Regions from separate parts of the Mus musculus genome. Here region 2 is linked to region 1. Evidence: chromatin contacts called from public Hi-C data. All regions are on one chromosome and are shown on one strand. The core of a region is the stretch at or near the end of the contact, and the rest is flanking DNA. Distances in the headings are between cores, read along the strand shown.

What was found. A called contact is a pair of places that touch in the nucleus more often than the background predicts.
Region 2: a contact with region 1 is called in a Hi-C map of cortical neurons. The contact joins the promoter of Scin here to the enhancer-like site in region 1. A contact is called at or near these places in 20 of 39 promoter capture datasets (the 3T3-L1 cell line, 3T3-L1-derived adipocytes, the C10 cell line and 12 more), 2 of 15 datasets of contacts at CTCF or cohesin (embryonic stem cells and large pre-B cells), 3 of 484 Hi-C or Micro-C datasets (cortical neurons, embryonic stem cells and liver), 4 of 115 datasets of contacts at active chromatin or transcription factors (craniofacial prominence, embryonic basal ganglia and embryonic stem cells) and 3 of 9 other capture datasets (adipose tissue, embryonic stem cells and liver).

Annotation. Positions count from the first base shown.
Region 1 is chr12:39,507,344-39,514,672 of GRCm38.p6, forward strand. It overlaps Gm34923 (a long non-coding RNA gene), which reads right to left. Exons shown (of 3, transcript XR_381461.2): 2 at 3,393-3,432. Among named protein-coding and RNA genes, the nearest start is that of Gm34923, 16 kb to the right of the region's middle. Within about 2 kb of position 2,823, at least 18 of the 459 cell types and tissues checked have an H3K27ac peak or open chromatin away from gene starts, as enhancers often do. A contact at or near this core is called in cortical neurons, where this site is marked.
Region 2 is chr12:40,131,441-40,138,769 of GRCm38.p6, forward strand. It overlaps Scin (scinderin), which reads right to left and starts at 2,788. Exons shown (of 16, transcript NM_001146196.1): 1 at 2,470-2,788. The coding sequence starts at 2,668.

The DNA of each region.
Region 1 (7,329 bases), core at 1,573-4,072:
CTATGGATTTAACAAGAAATAAAATGGAACATGACACATATTAGTTTGCCAACGACCCTGTGAATGGCCCCACACCTATGTGCTTGTGGGCAGCATTAATTGGCCTCAGGAGGTTATTAATAGAAATAAAGAAAGAAGTCATGAGGTCGGGAAAGAGGTGTGGGGTAGGAGCAACAAAAGGAGTTGGAGGGAGGTTAGTGATGGATGGGTTTGATCAAAAGTCATTGTATAACTATATGGCATTGTCAAAAAACAAAAATATTATTTAAAAAGAAAAAAAAGAACAAAGCATCTGGTTGATGGATAAAACATGGCACCAACGTGTCAGTGATGAGGATACAAGATGTCTAGTGGGACAGGAACGGTGTTCAAAGTCAGCCACTAGGAAAGCACAAACCAAACTACAAGGAGACAGCATACACATTCATACAAATGACAAATGTCAACACAATTGCCATCTAATATGCAGAGAAACTGATCAACTAATATATAAAAATTTGGCCATTTTTCATAACCAAATTATCTAAGTTTACTTCCCAGATGACATGATAAAATACCAACTAAATGCAACTTGGAGAAAAAAAAAGAGTCATTTCATTTTACAATTTATAATCTATCACTGCGAGACAGCAACTCAAGGAGAAACCATAGGAAACTCTTCTTAGTTTTTCTGAATCGTGTTCAACTCCTTTTCTTTTACTACTCGGGGCACTGCCCAAAGTGAGCTGGGACTCCTGCATCCATTAGAAATTAAGAAAATGTGCTATATACAATGGTAACACAAATGTTATAGAGGTGACCACCGACCCTTTAATTAGATTTAAGGCCCATTTCATGAGATGAAATCGCACATGATACTGTTAAAAGGGCCAAGAACATGAGACTATATAGGTCACAGGCCCTAAAGAAAGCCTAATACTCTTGTTTTGCCAAAGGAGCATAGAAAGAAAATGATTCCTAATGACACATTGCTATACCCACAGATTGGTGAATCACTTAACTCACATCACAGAAGTTCCTTCTGACAATAGATAATAGTGAGTCCAAAGACCCGTAAGTGGACAATGTGCAGAGAGTAAGAGATGTTAGAGAACTTAACCCTAAATAGTATGTCTCTATTAAATTTCTCCCCTCATGGACCAAAGGTCAAAGAGGAAAAGGAGGAGGAGGAAGAGGAAGAGGAGAAGGAAGAGATGGAAAGATTGTAAAAGCCCAAGATGGGGAGATGACTCCAAGGAAACTCTCCTCCAGACACAAGAGTACTGATGCACATGTGAACGTACATAAAATATAAAACATAAAATAGAGGTAAGGGTGGTGGAGAGAGCATGAAAAGGCTATGAGAGGGTAGCATGAATAGATAGAGATGAAACTTCTATCTATTGACTTTCTTGGTGGATCCATGAATTTCTACATATGATATCATTCCATAAATTTCACGGACACACTGTACAAGTGAATCTAGGGTAATCTGAATAAGGCTGATTCATGAATAAGGCAACATTCATGTCCTGGTTATTATATTGTGTTAGAGTTTTTTGTGATGTTACCCTTGAAGAAGACCAATAAATAACAAATAAAGCTCTGTCTGTGTTGTTACTTACAATTGCTCATGAACCCGCAACTATCTCAAGATAAAATGTTCATTCTTTAAGAGCATGGTTCTGCCACCTAGCGACTACAAACTAGCAATGTGATTTAAAGGGTGAAAAGAGCAGAGGGGTTATCCTATTTTAGGGCATTTCAAATAATCTGGCCTATGTACTTTCACATACTTGAAAACATTACATGCTTATAGCACTACATTCTTGCTATAAAAATCAGGAATTTTTATCACTTCAAATTAAAACGGAAAATGTTTGAACTGAATGTTGTAGTTTTACACACCATGGTTGAAGAGTTGAGTGCAAAGAGAGGGTGGTGTCTGGATTAGTGGAAATGCCTAAGATTTCCAACTGTTGCTCTGTGATTAAGTTCCGATTCTGCATGTGCGGTGGAGCCAAAAGCCAATGGTAAATGGGGGTTTGGGAAGGAGCTGTCAAAATCCAGACTGCTGTGTTGTCGGTATGAACTAAGGAAATAAGGAAGCCAGTATGATTGTTGATTGCTTTATCAGTTACTCACAATCTGTGTGTTGTCTGTGTATATAAGCAGGGTCTGAAGGGACTCTAGGGATCCCTGCACCCTTTGCTGACCAGACAGGAAGGAGAAAGCGAAACTTGCACTTGTCAATTAAAGGCTGTGATTTACAGCTGACCTCTCTGCCATTTCTGGTATTTGGTGACGACAGCAAGGACGGAAGAAAGACAGAAGCCATTTCCACTCCAGAGGCAGAAAGAAAAAAGTAGGTATTGGCTGAAAGCACTTTGTGTACCTACGTTGACTCTACATTTCACAATATCATTTTTAGCATGGACAGAGTCATGTTACAGATAGAAGAAAAAGACAATAATAAGTAGATAGATAGATAGATAGATAGATAGATAGATAGATAGATAGATCCACAGATGCAAACTGTAATAACTGTAATACAAGAAGGCAGACAGTAATTTCGAAATGGGTGCATTAGGCTTTGATAAGTTTGGGTTTTTTTTTTTTTGTTTGGTTGGTTTTTTGTTTTGTTTTGTTTTGTTTGTTTTTTTGAGAGGCAAAGAAGAAATCATGTTTTCACCCTTTAAATCACTTCATTGGCTTGTAGTCTTTTAAAACATGGCACTCCTTAACTAGGCATCTAAATGGCACATAAGGCTTCCATAGACAATACCTTCCGATGTATGCTTTCATGTGGCCACTAGGTGTCAGCGTAGTACAACAGAACCTGTGCTTCCTACTTAAAGCGTTCCCACTCTACAGCAACATCTTTCACTCAGCAGTGCGACCAATTGACAGGCATACATGGAATAAAAAAATCTCGTTTCCTTTGGGGCTATCTCATTCACCAGTGACTTTTCGGGAAATTTTCCGTTAATAAGTGCACACATTGCAATCAAGGATCTTCTTCTAAAAGCTGTGAGAGCGAGTTTGCAAGGCGGTGCATGCCTATAATCCCAGCATTCAAGTCTGCTCTACTCCAGTCCTATCGCAGAGAAAATAATGCCTAGAGCAATGGGAGTCCCTGAGAAGGGACAGATCGCAGCTCCTGTGGGGAGATTCCTTGGAGAGAAGAGAACAGGAGAGTGAGCACAGGACTGATTCAGTGAGCGCCTGCAGTCTCGCAAATTCTCCCCACTGAGAAGCCCATGGAGTTTGTACCCTTTCTTCCCTGCCTGCTGCTCCTTGTAACAAAGCAGGCCTGGAACACACTGTGTACCACATTGTTTCTAGAACACCACTCATTTGAATGACAGGTGACTGGGCCTCTAAGGGAAAGGGACTCCTTTGTGACTACTCACCTGCTCCTCCATCTAGAGTCAGCCTGTCATTTCTTTGAACCTAGAATGTAAAACACCAAATCAGTTCTACTTCTTTCTGTGGGGCTTTGGTCCCACAGTTGAGTTGTGCCTGAGGAAAATCTCCAGAAACAGTTTTCAGGAAAGTGAATCAAGTAGGGAAAGTGGAGCAACAACCACGCAGGCTTTCCATTTGATTTGCTTCACAGTGGATTGGGAAGTGGGGGAACGGCAAGTTCTCCCACCTTTGCTTGTGAGCTCTTCCCAGGCATTGTGCGAGACTCCAGAGCACTCTCTGAGCATCAAGGCTCCGGTCGGCTGTGACAATTCACCCAGAGCAGTGAACCTATGGACATGACCACACAAGGCTCAGAACTGTCTGGGTACCACAAGTTTTCCTCCTATATAGTATAGTAAATGGCAATCTGACATGGACTGATATGTCACCAGGTGACAGAGCCCAAATTAGCCAATAGTTGGTGGGTGGGTGGCAGCTGCCTTCCTTCACCACAGTATTCATCACAGTACTTGGCACCAGCTGTGGTAGGGGGGTAGGGGGACTTTTATTTACATCAGCTTGTGCTAGGGGGACATTTATTTGCATCACCATATTATCTGTCTAGTCCATCAGTTTCCTCAGTCATGAGAGATAGTGCTAACCTGCTGAAGCATTAAGCTCCTCTGAATGAAGGAGGGGCAGCCATCTACGTTATAGGGTGATGGGGACCTGGCAAGGCTAACAGGGCCACTTGCTTTTGAGCACTTTCTCATTCTGCCTGCCTTTCATTTGCAGTCTTCTAACCATCTCCAGCAGTTTTCTGGCACAGCTTTCTGGGAGCATGATAGAGAATACGAGAGCATAAGTTAGAATGTCTGCATCTACCCGAAACGTTTTAACCTTTTCTAAGATATCCTGAGACGTTCACTTTGACATAAGATTTAAAGGGATTTCTTTGTAAAGACTGTTTCAAGTTCTGTTAATCTGTACTATCTATAGTGATCAGCACCACAGCCAGTCACTTTAGCTGGAGATAAACAGCCCTGTGGTGCTAGAAATCTGAGCACCACAACAGAAAGGAAAGCTAGTCCTGGGATGGTTTCAGAGACTTTATGATGCCGAATTCTCAACATTTATGTTTTCATTTGTCTTAATATTTTACTGTTCCTATATTATACTACATTTTAAGAAAATCACTTACATTATAAATATTTTTCTAACTTTTGAATGTCAACTTCTTGCTGCTTGGGGGATACTTGGCCACTTCAGCGACAAATTACTCCTTAATATACTGTGCTTATTTAAATATGAAAGCATTAATGTATTTTGACAATTTGACAGGCGAACATGGAATAAATAAACTAAATGGCATGTTTTTCAACTGTGAATTGTGAGATTCCTGCTTTCATCTTAAAATGCTTTATTATATTAATTATATATATACATGTATATATATATATATGTATGCACTATTATTGTCTTTCTACAAAGATGAAATAGATGCTGGTTTAAGAAGTTGGCTGCATGTTTTCTCATACCATCCAACATGAGCAAATAAATTGAATACGTGCTTTGAAAAGCAGAAAGGGTAAGTTGCTATAGACGTAAAATGGAACATCCTCAACAGAGACTCCATAACCATAGCACAGCTGGCATGCCCTAAAGAGAACCTGCCATCTTCTGCTACATATGCAACTAGAAACACAGTTCTGGTGGGTACTGGTTAGTTCATATTGTTGATCATCCTCTAGGGTTGCAGACCCCTTTAGCTTCTTGGTTACTTTCTCTAGCTCCTTCATTAGGAGTCCTGTGTTCCATCCTATAGATGACTGTGAGCATCCACTTCTGTATTTGCCAGGCACTGGCCTAGCCTCACAAGAGATAAATATATCAGGGTCCTGTCAGATAAATCTTGCTGGCATGTGCAATACTGTCTGGGTTTGGTGGTTGTATATGAGATGGATCCCCAGTTGGGCAGTCTCTGGATGGTCCTTTCTTCTGTCACAGCTCTGAACTTTGTCTCTGTAACTTGCTCCATGGGTATTTTGTTCCCCCTTCTAAGAAGAAACAAAGTATCCACACTTTGGTCTTCCTTCATCTTGAGTTTCATGTGTTTTGCAAATTGTATCTTGGGTAGTCTAAGATTCTGGGCTAATATCTGCTTATCAGTAAGTACATATCATGTGTGTTCTTTTGTGATTGGGTTACCTCACTCAGGATGATATCCTCCAGATCCATCCATTTGTCTAAGAATTTCATAAATTCACTGTTTTTAATTGCTGAGTAGTACTCCATTGTGTAAATGTATCACATTTTCTGTATCCATTCCTCTGATGGGGCTATTTCTTCATGGCTTACTTTATCCTAGGCCACTCAAATACCCACCACATGTCTCAGTTTAATCACATCAACAATGAAAGTAATGCCATTTCCTTCCAGGGTGTTTTTGAAATTAAGACATACATATAATGACCTGACAAGGGGCATTACACACCTGGGAAGTACTGTGTGGAGAGGCAATAGAAGAGATTCACGTGCAGGCTCCGTCTTTCAGGGCTCCACTCAATGCTTTGGTAGATCATGTACACTGAACTCCATTTCCCTTAAAACAGTGCACTCTACTAACACCCTAACTCATTCAGCAGGATCTAGTTGAATCAAAAGCACACAAGGAAGAGACCACAGAACTTCAAATCTCCCTTGTATCTTGTTTTGTGTTCATCATGGAATCCTGTCATTATTTCAAAATAGCTAAATAAAAGCAAAGGTTTGAGGGGATTTTTTTATTTGGTTTGGTTTGGGGTTTTTGTTAGTTTGGTTGGTTGGGTTTGGTTTTTTTTTTTCCTTTCTTTTTTTGTTTTGTTTTGCTTTGTTTTGTTTTGATGATAATTAGTGCTTATTATGTCAACTTGACAGAACCTAGAGTCATCTGAGTGTCAGGCCTGCGGAAAAATATCTTGATTATGTTAATGATGTGGGAATATTCATTTTGGTGGTAGATGGGACTATACCCTAAACACTAGATTCAAAACTGTAGATAATGGCAGAAGCAAGCCAGGCACTAACATGCATTCATCAGAATTATGTGAATGTTTTCCCACATTCTGTGAGCGCTATCTTCACACTGGCCTTTGACTTGAGAGGCAGGCATACTCTCTGGTTTCAACCTGACATAAGCTTACTTAACTACTTTTACATTCCATGACCTATGCTTTTGGAATCATATCCAGAAAATCCTTGTGCATTTGAATACTCTCAAATGTCTCCTCCATGTTTTTTTTCAATGATTTCATAATCGTGTTTTATGTGTCTTCAATATATTTTCAATTTACATTTGTACACAATGAGAGATTGTGGTTTCATTCTTCTTCGTGTTGATAGACAATGTCTCCAGCATAATATTGGAAAAACTACAGACTTAGTCTGTGCTTTTAGGACCTTAGTGTTTGATGATCAGGTGTATTCATTGTTCTCTTCTATTTGTCTGTGAGTTTGCTTTAATGCTTTGGGATAGCAGAGAAGATAGAGGAAAAGACTGAGAGTGAGAGGACTCTGAAGCCTGCTATGAGATAGTATCTTCCATATGTAACAGAGATATTGCCCCCATAAAGTGTCAACAATACATTTGACTGACCAAGGTCGACTACATGGATGGAAAATATGTTATAAGTTCCAACCTTACAATGGGAATCAATGGCTGCTGAGGGAAGGAGAATCCGTTTTCTCCAGAAACAACACCCTTGATCAGTTTTCTAATCCCAAGTGGTCAGCCATAATCATTGGTACAACAGGAAGCAATAATTGAACTCAATAATGTGTGTGTGTGTGTGTGTGTGTGTGTGTATGTGTGTGTGTGTATGTGTGAAACAGTAATTATAGATGTAATGATTTTAGAAATAAGATGGAAGACATGGGGAGATTTTGAAAGGAAAATGAAGGAAT
Region 2 (7,329 bases), core at 1,538-4,037, 620 kb after region 1:
ATATAGGTTGGAGGCACAATAGCACCTTTAAACTAACTGCTGCCCACAGACTGGATGCTGTGAGAGACCAGAGGCAAAAGGTAGATACAGTTTAACTGCTAGGTATGAAACCAACCGAAACATTTGCTAAGAAGGAGCAATACAAAACATTTGAAGTTACATCAACAACTTCTTACTTTCCCTGCATCTAGACATGAAATATGACCACAGTTATCAGAGCTATGCCCTCGTGTCATAGAAACAGTGAGTGGACAGACCTAAATTATCCCCTCATCTGAGACCTGACTTCCTCCTGTTGGTTCTACCCCGCCCCCATCTGTAGACCGTGTACAGCCTTTCTCATGCAACCTCTCCTTAACTTCATCCCTGCACTTGGGGTCTTGCTCCTAGAACTTGCTTCAGTCATTCCCTCTAACTAATCCTCATGAACTCTACCCTATTCGGATCTCAGAATAAACCCTTTCAGACAGAGTTTCCTTTGCCTGAAGAACTGAAATAGCAAAGGCTGCTGGGAAACTCTGTAGGTGTCCTGACTCCTCTTCTGCTGTCGGTTATGCCTTGGCACAGGAACCTCTCCCTCTTACCTTCATTCCCTATGTCCACCAAGGCTACTTGCCCTTGTAGCAAATAACCTATAGAGCTCTCATGTCACAAATCACATTCTACCAATGTTTTATCTCTTTTATTCTTATTGCTTCTTTGGAGTGATAAATTCTCTGGATAGTTTCATAAATATCTATCTTAAGTGACTTACAGGTTCCTGGGCATCTTGAAAGGTTATAGGTGAATTAGATTTTAATTAATATACTATTAACTTTAGGGAGTTTTTTTTTCCAGATTTTTAAGATCATAGGATGTTTCTGCCCAGATTATATCCTATTATAATTGAGAAATTAGTTAGCACTAAATAGAAAATTAAGTTTAAGTGAGCCAGGCACTTAGGATCTGGAAGCAGGAGGAGAAAGAAAGAGGGGCCAATTTGGGCTACACTTAAGTTCCAGAGAGTTCTGGACCATCCTAACTATAAGCCCCTGTCTCTCTAAATCTGCCAAAGCACCATGCTTAAGGAACCTGCTTGGATGAGGAGAAATTTACTGAATTAAACAATTGGTCTTCTTTGAGCAGACTTCTAATGAAGGCAAATATAGCTGCTGTTAACCGCAAGCTGAATTTTCACCCATTTAAACTCACCCAACTGTCACCTGAGACATTCATCCTTTCTAGACCCCATATTTAGGGTGGGAATGCTGTTCTCCCCAGGGTCACTGTTCTATGAAGAGAGCATATATTACTGTCGTTTGTATTATGACTGCAATGGCATTACAAGGGGAAAAACAGCAATGGACACTCAACCACTGCAAGCAAGCACCCAGCACTGTAATTAAAGACACTACCTTTCCCTATGTGTCTTCTGTCTCAGGCGCCTGCTCCCGGTGTCTGCTAAGGCTTGGGAAATCACGTCTAAATGTTTTCACTTCTTTCTTAAATTTTTCAGATGTTAAATATTAAAATGCAATGGCAGCATTCAAAGTCTGTGGTTTTGAGTGTTTTCCCTCCTGAGCTCAAGAATAAATATACTGAAAGAAACACTGGTATAGGAGAGACGCTAGCTTGAAAAGGAGGCTCAGATAAAGCGCACGTTGTCAGACTGGGAGTGCCGACTGGCGCAAGACCTCACAGAGAAAGGTTCAACATTCACGATGTTTACGGGTAAAAGTAGAAGGTGGAGAAAGTGGAACACAGGGCCAGTGTCCTCCTGAAAGCCTGGCACCAAGGCAGCTCAAAATAATTACGACCGCTGAAGAAGCTGGTTCTGGTCCACACTGTGTCCTTCTTAAAACAGATGAATAATAAATGAATAATTTGAAACAAAGCAGCCTATCTAAACAAATACACCAGCCAGATAGAGCAATTGGAAAAAAAAAATGATTGCCGTATCTTTTCCCAAACAGGCAAGCCCTGTTGTGCGAGGATAATCTTGGTTTTGGAGCTACGTACGTAAGTAGTCACCGATAGCAGGGAAATCTAAGCCGGAGCCCCAAGGCAACAAATACAAATAAATAAAAGTTTGCTGCTGGGAGCGGGAGTTTTCGCTCCAAGCTGAGGCAGATATCCACAAACAAGTTTGATTTCATCCCCACCCTGCCTGAAAAACCAGGACTGAACTTGCCGGAGGGTGCTCAGTATTTGGCCAGCACCCGGGTTTCTCACAGGCAGGCAGTCGCCCAGGAACGCACTGGGGTTTGAGTTAAAGTGGAAAACCCCGGAGGAATGAGTATGACCCTCCAAGAAGTGGTTTGGTCAAGACTGATGAGTCCTGGATGACTCGCATCTCCGGAGTTTACAGCTCGCCAGGAGCTGACCTGGGGTTAGGAGAGGGTGCTGGCTGTGTGTCACCTAGCCCGCCCAGGTGACAGGATGGTGTACAGACCTTGGGCCCACCGCTGCCCTGTGCTGCTCACTGCTTACCCAGCCAGAAATGCAGGCGGTAGGAGAAGCCCCTGCTGGACTTGGTGGTGTGCAGCACCAGGTAGGCGTCTCCGACGTAAAAGTCACCATAGGCACCCTGGGGCACCGGTACCAGTTCCAGCTTCTCGACCCTCCACACCTGCAGCCCAGCCTGCTGGCCTGCGCGCGCGAACTCGGGGTGCTGCAGCTCCTGCGCCATGGTGCCGCGATGCTGGCCGAGCGAGCCGAGGACTTGATCCGTGCCCTGAGCCCAAGGAAGAGCCCGATGACCGGTGACCGCGAACCTGCTCTCCCGGCTTTAAAGCGGCTCGCCAGAAGCGGAGGCGGGGCTGGAAGGGAAGCCAACAGCCACGCCCGAACCCGGGCGGGAACCTGAATCCCAGTTTGGACCAAGTTAACCAAAACTCTAGTAAATGCCTCCCTCCAAAAAAAAAAAAAATGTAAATAAATATTATAATTGTTATTTTACGTTGCAACAGATAGATTTTGCTCGGATCAACTCGGGCGGGTCCACACTGGTCCCTGTCACCCCAGTTCCTTCCCTGCTGGTGTTCACCCTCTGATGCCAGGGTGAGGAGAAAGAGCATTAAGAACTAGAATCATCCACTCGCAAAACACGTCTGGCTTTGAGGACCACAGCACGTCGGAGTAACTGGCTGTATCACTTTCCCATGCGCGGTCCTCTAAAAGTCGAGCATAGTTGGCTTCCCTAACAGCCTCCCACTCCTGGTGGCCACAAGGTTTCTCTTTAGATAAGTTTGGAAACTCCATGTACAAAGGTACGTCAGGTTTTCTAGAAAAGATAAAAATCAGACAAATTCTCTGGCTACTAGCGTCAGAGATCGGCAAGTCCCCTGGCGCCTGGGAACTGTGGTAAGGTGCCACCTGCCTGCCTTAGCCAAGAAAATCTCTGCAAAAACACATCAGCCGCCCTCCAGGGACGCTCTGTACTGGGCTGTCCATGACTGTGATTTTAAACTGACCTGCATTTTTTTTTTTTAAAGATTTATTTATTTATTATATCTAAGTACACTGTAGCTGTCTTCAGACACTCCAGAAGAGGGCGCCAGATCTCGTTACGGATGGTTGTGAGCCACCATGTGGTTGCTGGGATTTGAACTCCAGACCTTCGGAAGAGCAGTCGGGTGCTCTTACCCACTGAGCCATCTCACCAGCCCCCTGACCTGCATTTTTAATTATCTGATTTTAAGGCACTCACTTCTCATTGGTTCACTCATATTTCTTTGTTTTGCTCACTAAAGAACGATTTGCATTCACTTCATTGCATTCAGAAACTGATGTGGTAAGGAGTTCTGTTATTGAAAACGCAAATCAGAAACTGCACATTAGAAACATTAGAGAGTTGTTCCACTTGGTCCCCAAATTGCAGAACTCCCTAGCAAGCCATTAATAGTAAAGGCACACTTAGATGCTCTCTTTAGTGACCTTTTTAAAATAAGCAATGCTTGAAGTGTTTAAAAATTTAGTGGCATAAAATCTGTTCAACAGTGCAGTGTGCTCGCCTGTAATCCCCGCTGAGGAAGGACGTACTTTGAGGGCTCTAGGCTGGCCAGTGCTACATTGTGACATTCTTTTTCAAGACCAAAACCAAGCCAAAACAAAACAAAATGACAATAGAAATTCCTTTACATTTCACACAACTACCCCACTCCCTTCCCCAAAGGTTGCCAGTTTGTAATTTTCCAAAAGACATTGTTAATCAACAAAAATATTCGTAATGTAGTATGGATAGATTTAAACACTAACCTGCATCTGTATTGTATACGTATATCTCATGAGGATTGATATTGCTGTGGGATTTGTTTTTGAGTTGTTGTTTGTTTGTTAGACAGGTTCGCATGTAGCACATGTAGCCCACACTCACCTTGAACTCAACATTTAGCTGAGGATGAGCTAGAACATTCTGCCTCTCAGATAATGAGTTACAAGGGTATACTACCACAGCCCAAGTTTATCTGGTGCTAGGGATCAAGCCCAGGACTTCAAGCAAGCTCTACTAACTGAGCCATACCCCAGCCCTATTGTATGCGTGTGTGTATCTTAAAATCAGGAGAGATTCATAAAGTCTCCAGGAAGTACTCCAGGGAAGTATGCCTCCTGATAACATTTTACCTGGCAACAGCACACACACATGCATGCACACAGACACACAGACACACACACACACACACACACACACACACACACACACATACACACACACAGAGTAAGTGTGTGAGAAAGAGAATATCAATACTCCATAGTCATAGACCTAGCTGCCTTGTTTATAGACTACATAATATTCTACATAATTAATGCCTTTATTTTCTCTGCTCCAGTTCACAGGCATTTATGGTACTAATATTTTGCAAATAACATCGTGACTCTCTTAAATAAACCTTACTATGAATGCCATTATAGTTGTGAAATAAAGTCTTAGAAATGTAATTGATTTTGGGATAGCATTGGAAATGTAAATGAAGAAAATACCTAATAAATTTTAAAAATGTTTTAAAAAGAAATGTAATTGGTAGCATCGTTGGTGTTACAGCTCAATGCAAAATGTCCCTGAAATGTTCATGAATGGAAGACTTGGTCCTTACTCAAAGAACCCTATCACTGGAAGAAATTGGATCATAAGGGCTCCCATCGAGTCAAAGCACTGATCCATCAATAAATTCAGAATGTGGTCACACAATTGGGAAGTGGTAGGAATCAGGAAGTGGGCTATGACTGGATGAAGTAAGTCAATGTAAGCTTCAATACTGGATAGCTTCTTCCTCCTTCCTGATTCCACTGACAGCTTGGGAAAGTTACTCAACATTGTCCAGTTCAGTTTTCTCATCTGAGGAATGAAAATACTGATAGAAATGGGTTGTTGTCTTAGTTACTTTTCTATTGTGATAAGATACTATGTCAAGGCAACTCAAGAAAAAGGAAGCATTTAATTTGGGGCTGGTGGGTCTAGAGGATTGGAGCCCATGACCACCATGGTGGGGAGCATTCTAAAGCAGTAGCTGAAAGCTCACAGCTCATCCACAGCAAATCTAAGGCAAAGAGAGACTGGGGAGGGTGTGGCTTTTGAAACCTCAAAGCCTGCCCCTGGGAATGCAACTCCTCCAACAAGGCCACACCTTCTAATCCTTTCCCAGTAGTTCCACCAACTAAGAACCACATATTCAAATGTGTGAAGCTATGAGGGCCATTCTCATTCTAACCACCACAGTTGTGAAGGGCAAACCTGAAACTGGTTCTGGCATACAGCATGCATCTGTGAAGTCAATTGAGACTGATTATTAATTATCTTCTCCTAATCTATTTTTATGGGAATAATGTTCCTAAAATCTAGCTTGGGTGAGGACTACCCATTCCCCAAACAATAAAGGTCTTCAAATCCTATTTCCTGTAGGCCTTTACATCACCTCCCCTCCCCTTCCCTCCCCTCCCCTCCCCTCCCCTCCCCTCTCCTCCCCTCCCCTTCCCTTTCCTTCTTTTCCCTTCCTTCCCCTTCTCATCTCTTCTCTTCTCCTCTTCTTTTTCTTCTTCCTCTTCTCTGCTCCACTTTCTGTCTCTTTGTTTCCCTGTTTGTCTCTCTTTTTTTCTCTGTCTCTCTCTGTCTCTTTGTCTGTGTGTGTGTCTGTATCTGGTTCCGCTTGATACGACATGATATATATGATATGATAATGAGAGGTTCCCGCCTTCGCTGTCATTACATAGCTCTCTGGCCCCAGTGAATCAGATCCTCACTTTGTGTTCCCATTCTCATGGTCTCACCTTCTGGCAGTCACAACACTCTGAACCAAGCTTCCTCTCATGAACTCATAGGCCATCCTAGGCCAGTCATAGGCCAATCTAGAGACTTACATCTCAGTATTCCCTAGCATTACTGTAACACATGTTGAGTAAGTATGGTTGAAATCTTGGTTTTATAGTATTCTGTATTCATTTTATATCAATCTATAAATTCCATCAACCCCTAGGGAAATAGCCAATGGAAACAAGTCATTTACCAAAGTCAAAGGCTTGGGATTTGGAACCTTGTGATGAATTCAAGTTTGGTGTTCTGGAGCACTGATGTCCAAATGGGGAAACACCACATTACCTAATCCTTGAAACAGTAACTATGTCAAATAATACAATTGAGTCTTTGTGATTCCTTAGGTCTGGAAAAACAATTGAGCTTGGGGCTCAATGGCTAAGAGCACTGACTGCTCTTTCAAAGGACCTGGATTCAATTCCAAGCACCCGCACAGCAACTTACAACCATCTGTAACTGTAGTTTCAGGAAATCCAATGGCCCATCTAGCCTCTGCAGACACCAGGCAGAAGTGTGGTCCACGGGTATGCATGCATACAAAATATTCACACACCTAAAATAAAATAATAACAACATTTTTAAAAACTTGGTTTCAAATGGTTGTCATTTCTTAAATATATTGTGATTCAAATGGCTTGGTTTTTGGCTTGGGTTTTGGTTTTATCATTGTTGTTTGTTGTTTGTTTTGTTTTTGTTTTGCCTTTTTTACTTTACTTTTATTTCTCTTCTTTTGGTTTTTTGAGACAGGATCATCTTTTAAAGCCTTGGTTGGTATGGAACTCACTATGCAGACCTGGCTGCCCTCAAACTCAGAGATCTGGCTGTCTCTCCCTCCCTAGTACTAGGATTAAGGGTGTGTGCCACAATGCTTGCCCCACCAGCTTTTAAGAACAATAAAATATTTAATGTCTTTAGTTTCTTTTATACAAAAATTGTAAAGCACTCAACTGCATATGCAAAGTATATTCTCTTGCAGGTCAGCAGCACCAGGGGGAAAAGAACAGCTAGACTATGCAAAAGTTTTCTTCTTGATTTGTTCATAA